2 separate regions of the Sus scrofa genome follow, and region 1 is linked to region 2. The links are chromatin contacts, called in public promoter capture Hi-C maps. All regions are on one chromosome and are shown on one strand. The core of a region is the stretch at or near the end of the contact, and the rest is flanking DNA. Distances in the headings are between cores, read along the strand shown.

Region 1 (2,774 bases), core at 18-2,517, 520 kb after region 2:
AGCGCTGCGACTCTTTCCCCCGCATTTATTATATAAGCTTCTTCTAGGGTTGGAGCACGGTCCTCCTCTGCTTCTCCCAACCGCTCCTGGCACTCTTAAGAGTGTAAGTGACTCATGTTGGAATAGCGCAGGCCCTGGAGTAGGGATGTGTCTGTGGTTTCTTGGCTTAGAGGCACCTTCGCCCCTAACGACCGTCACATTCAAAATAACGCCACAACCCTGGGGTTGGTCCCATACTTTATTGGCGCCCGCCTACCCCCACCCCGACCCCGACGACATTGGCTGGCCAGCTAGGTGCGGCTGCAGGGGTTCGTGGCAGTACCCAGCTTGCGGCAGTAGCAGAAGGCGTTGAAGAAACGGCAGTAGCATGTAGCACATGGGTCGCAGCATGGTACCTGGTGTCCCAGACAGGATTCGTGCAGCCTTACGCAGCGACGTGGGGAGCGTGCCTTGCGTCCTTCAGGATCTAGCACCTACAAGGGTTGGGAAACAAGGACTTCCAAAAGCACATTCATGGAATGCGCCAGATCAAGGCAGGATGGAAGTGGAGCGTGAACGGGATGGTCTGCAGTGTCGCCCCGGGTGAGGGGGTCAGGAAGTGCAGGTAGAGGTGTTTTGTATGTTTGTTTTTCCATTTTTGGTCACCCCAGAGCATATGGAGCTTCCGGTCAGAGATCAGCTCCAAGCCACAGTCTCAGCCTAAGCTGAAGGGATGGCAAGGCCAGATCCTTAACCCACTTGTGCTGGCCGGGGATGAAACCACGTCCCAGCGCTCCCAAGACACCGCCAATCCCGTTGTACCACAGTGGCAACTCCAAGCACAGATAGAGGTTGATGCTTGACACACCCACTCAAGACTTGTGGCCTCAGCCCTTTCCCTGAGCTGTTACCTCTGCCAAGGCCTTGGCCTCGGCCTGCTGCAGCAGAGCCTCTTCTGCCCGTTCTGCAGTTGTCCTCTTCAGTGGGGGCTGCAGGCCTAGATCTGGGACAGATGATGTGAGGGCAGAACCACCCATGCACAAAACACCCACCTCCCAGGCCTGGGATTGGGAAGGGGAAGAAAGGGCTCATACAAGCAGAATACTTTGTGGCCAGAGGATGTCCAAGCCCCACCCAACCCACTCCTGCCCGCACTGACCTTGGAGTTCTGGGAACAAGGCTTGGTCAAGCCTTCCGATACCCTCCAGGGGGGCCAAGCCTATCTGGGCCCCCAGCATGGTGGGCATTGCCAGCAGTAGGGCACAGCTCAGCAACATTGTGGTCAGCATAGCCTGGCTCAACAGGAGAATGTGCCACTTAGTCCCTCTTCATCCTTGGAGCACTCTCTAGGTGCCCTACCCCAGAGGGAAGCACCCCCACCCCCACCCCACAGAAAGTAAGAGTCCCCGCTCAACCTGAGGACTTACCTCTGCTTGCTGGATCCTTGCCCCAAGAGTTCCTGGCCACCCTATGCCCTCAGTTTATATGGCAGGGTCTAATGAAGGACCCACACGTGACTGCTCTCTGCAGCCAGAGCATGAGGGCCCCCCCCCAATGGGTGGGGACACAGTTCAGGCCTCTCTCACAGGCTTTTGGGTGCTCTGCAAGAGGAATACCCATCTCTAGTTTGGGGTGAAGTCTCCAGGAGCCAATGAAAGTTTGGGAATGATATAGGGTACCCAGGGCCCCCAAATTTCTACAGGACAGGGACCTGGGGGATGGGTAGGCTAGCGCTATTAGCCATAATAAGGCAGGCGGCCCTGAACACTTAATTTAATTTGTGGCCCTGGAGATGCTCACTCAGACCCTACACGTGGCATGTTCCTTTTGCTTCCAGGAACTTAGGTCAAGGGCATTGAAGGGGGTGATGGACCAGTGACCACAGTGGGGTGGGGTTGGGGTACAGACCTAGACCCTGGGTTTTGCAGAGGAGAGAGGGGAGGGAAGAAGCCGATCTAGCCAAGAGCAGACTCTCTGCCTCCATCCCCTCTACCACCCCTCCTCCTTCTTCCTCCAGCCTTTTCCAAGACCCCGCCCCTGCTCCTGCCCCCACATCCTTTTCTGCCTGGGGTTCCTGGAAGCCAAGGTGGCAGAACGGACTGTTCCCTGGGTGGGCGAGCAGCTTCTAAGTAAAAAGCTTTCAGGCTGCCTGCTTCATTAGTACTAATGGCTGCTCCTTTCCGCCCTGCGTTGTCAGGCCTGTGCCCACGCCTGGTCTCATCAGCATCAGGTGAATGGAGAACTGTCCTTTCATGGAAACAAGAGAACACACAGGACCCCACCTGCCCCAGCCCTTCTTCACTGCCCACCCCCTCCACCCCGTGCACTTACACACTGCCAGTTAGGTAAAGGGATGCAGGCTGAATCAGCTTCTAGGGCTCAGTGTACAAACAGCTGGCCCAAGGCAGCAAGAGGAAGTTGAAGAGGCTGTTGGGGTTGTTTGTGACCCAGGTTTACACAGGCTGTTCTGACCAGGATGAGGCCTGAGGAAGTCTTTCCAGAAAGCCAGTTGAAACCATAGGTTATCATCTGGCAGCCTCTGGCCTGTGAGTTGTGTGGGGAGTTGTGTGTGAGTTGTGTGGGGAGGGGTGTGCTGCAGAGGGCGGGGCTGTGGCAGGCTTCTTCCACAGATGGGCACTGACGTCTGTTCTGAAATCCAGCTGGCGTTAGCTCACTTGTGGTTGGCTCAGGTTAACAGTCCTAGGAGCTAAGAGGGTCACCTACTGTGGCCCAGGGGAAGAGGCAGGGGAGTGAGGGAAAGCCTTTCTCAGGAGGTGGTCCATGGATAATCAGGC
Region 2 (2,700 bases), core at 106-2,605:
CCTACAAACCACAACGGCAAGGGGAAGCCTCCAGGCCAATGCCTTGACATCAGCCCATGCTTACCTGCATGCTCAGAGGCATGGGTCCCTGGCGTAATGTGCACGTCCATCTGGGAGGAAGAGAAGTGGGGTCTGGGCACTCACACACCCATCCACCCCTTTCCGTCTCCACATTCATGCCTCTGGACTCTGGTCCTTCCATTACACCCAAACCCACTCATGGCCACTGCAACTCTACCCAAAAGACTGGCCAACTGCTACTGACTCAAAAGCCTGCCTGGACCCCATCCTTGCTCCAAACCTATCCACAGCCCCCTAAGGCCACATTCCTCACTACTTTTCTGCACTTTCCAGCTTGGGCCTCTAAATCCTGTCCCATCCAATTGGAAAGCCTCCTCCCGGTTTCATCTCTGCGAGCTGGGATCCCTTCAGGTCTCACTGTGTTATCCATGTTCATGCTCTCCACGCCCTCCTCAGTAGCAGACACTCATGCCTGCCCCACGCCTAGGGCTCAGTTCCAACTTACCTTAAAACGCTGAGGAAGGGATCGCAGAAGCTTGACTTTGATGGACAGGCCAATAAGGGTGGCCATACTGCAATGCGGAATGGTGGGTGTGAAAGCCACAGCCACTGTGCTCTCAGGGTCGCTTACCTGGTTGAGGAGGTGGAGTGTTGGGAGACATGGCCCCCTTAGCCCAGAGCCCCTCTTCTTAGTTTACTGCTTCAGGCAAGTTGTCTTAAACACTGTAGGATGCAGTTTCCTCATCTACAGAATAGGCACACACCCCACCCCCTTCCAAAGACCCTTGAGGATTCTGTGAGCTGAGACAACACCCACCCCCCGGAGCAAAGTTGAGCCTTTCTGACTCCCTGGAACAAGTCACTCCCCCGGGATGCTGGAGGTGACTCACCTGAACCCGGACTTGCTCTACTACGTTCAATTCTTCCAGCGTCAGTGGATGCTCCGGGTCATTGATGGAGCGAATCAGATGTGCTAAGTGAAGGAAAAGGGACTCTGCGCTTCTGCCCACTCAGAACCCTCCGCCGGGAATGCTCGGCCCTGATACAGCTCCACCAACTATTGGACATCACCACATCCCACCCCATCCCAGGACCCGTGAACCCGCCCGCGCCCGGCAGCGGCGGATATCGAAGATCTCGCGCGCATCGATGCTGTCTGGAACTTGCTCGTCTTCCTCGCCCGCGGTCACTGGCCGCTCCCCAGAGCGCTCGTAAATGAGGGGGTTCGCGTTCTCCAGAAGGCCGCCCCCAACGCCACCTCCGCCGCCGCCCACCATCGCGGAACCTCGGCCGCAACTGTAGACATGCACTTCCGCTTCTACGAATGCACTTCCGGGGAACGGGAAGGGGGCGTGGCGTGGCGACGGGGTAACGCGAGGGACACGCAGCGCTGCCGGTACTCCGCCTGGGGATAGAGTGGAGCGGTGTTGTAGGCGCGCTCTCCACGCAGACCCGGGGAAATGCGCAGCGCTCCAGCAAAGGCTCGCAGACCCGGCCCCGCGTGCGGGCGGGTAGCGTGCTAGACCGTGGAGTCCGAGACTGAGGCACTTAGGGTTCGTCTGGGATTGACCGAGAAGTTTCTTCAGACATCGCTTCCTCTGAGAAGCCCGCCCCTTAGACTAGGCGACCGCTCCCTTCCCCAGAATTGCCTCTGTCCGTGCAGGGTTCACTGTGTTTTGGAAGCTCCCGGTGGCGCACCTGCAGCCCCCACTGCTCCTTGGGCCCGGGAGTGCCCTCCTGGTCCCCAGCGCGCGGGCCAGCTGGTGTTCTTTAAATATTTGTCCAGTGATTAATGCCTGAACTCGATTTTGGCGGGAGGTGGGTAAAAGGAAAGACCTGAGGTGGGGTTGAGGGTGTTCTTAAGAGGAGTGCCACAGGCAGGTGTGCATTCAAAAGGCAGGCCATTGCCGATCAGGGAGGGGGTCCTCAGAGACCCCCAGAACTGGGACAATAAGGGGATGAAGGCAGAGCCAGGAAATCGATCCCAGAAAGCAAGGAGTTTTTGGAGAGAAGGGCAGCCACTCTTCCCTGCCTTTACTTAGTTGGTTCCCTTCGCTCTGAACGAAGGTCATTCCCATTTCTCTGTCTGTGGGAATCCTGACCAGGGCACCTCTTCAAGGAAGCTCTCCTGGTTTCCCTAATCACAGTTCCGTCTGCTCTCTCTCTCGACCCCCTGGACACACTTGTCGGGCCCATGGCTGTAAGGACAGTGAACTCAGGTATGAGGTGAGGGTTCTTGGTATTGTGTAGAAGCCCAGAAGAACCTGGGGAGAGGGGAAGCTAATGTGCTAGCCCCTGCCTGCCACTGGCCTTGGCCTGTTCAGTCCGTCTCTCCTGCCAAACTCACCACTCCCTGCCCAGTCCAATCTCTAGACCTGAATGACTGCTGGATGGGTTCCTGTGCAGCCACTTGGTGAAAAGCAGAGTGCCCAATGGTAGGGCAAAAAAGAAAAAGACCTGTAAGCTCACCATGCAGCTGGATGGACTTCGAGTGCCACTGAGCGCCTCCTCAGACTTCTGCTTCTCTTAATCCCCAGCTATAGGATGAGGCTCCCAAGCAGGGTGACAGGAACCCAGGTAAGACTCGCCAAATTCTGCAGAGACAGGACCTGAGGCTGCGGGAGGACAGATGTCAGGGAAGTGGGAGCCAATAGGGAGCTACAGCACCCTGTGCGGACC

The links. Promoter capture Hi-C pulls out the DNA fragments that hold promoters and counts their contacts.
Region 1: a contact with region 2 is called in a promoter capture Hi-C map of fetal skeletal muscle, with 3 times the contacts expected there. The contact joins the promoter of AGRP here to the promoter of FAM96B in region 2. A contact is called at or near these places in 1 of 5 promoter capture datasets (fetal skeletal muscle) and 1 of 2 datasets of contacts at active chromatin or transcription factors (alveolar macrophages).

Annotation. Positions count from the first base shown.
Region 1 is chr6:28,132,394-28,135,167 of Sscrofa11.1, forward strand. It overlaps AGRP (agouti related neuropeptide), which reads right to left and starts at 1,268. Exons shown (of 3, transcript NM_001011693.1): 1 at 1,139-1,268; 2 at 891-982; 3 at 291-473. The coding sequence starts at 1,268. The coding sequence ends at 291.
Region 2 is chr6:27,611,262-27,613,961 of Sscrofa11.1, forward strand. It overlaps FAM96B (mitotic spindle-associated MMXD complex subunit MIP18), which reads right to left and starts at 1,356. Exons shown (of 5, transcript XM_021094030.1): 1 at 1,151-1,356; 2 at 912-991; 3 at 527-652; 4 at 65-110. The coding sequence starts at 1,298. It overlaps LOC110260939 (a long non-coding RNA gene), which reads left to right and starts at 1,394. Exons shown (of 5, transcript XR_002344555.1): 1 at 1,394-2,598.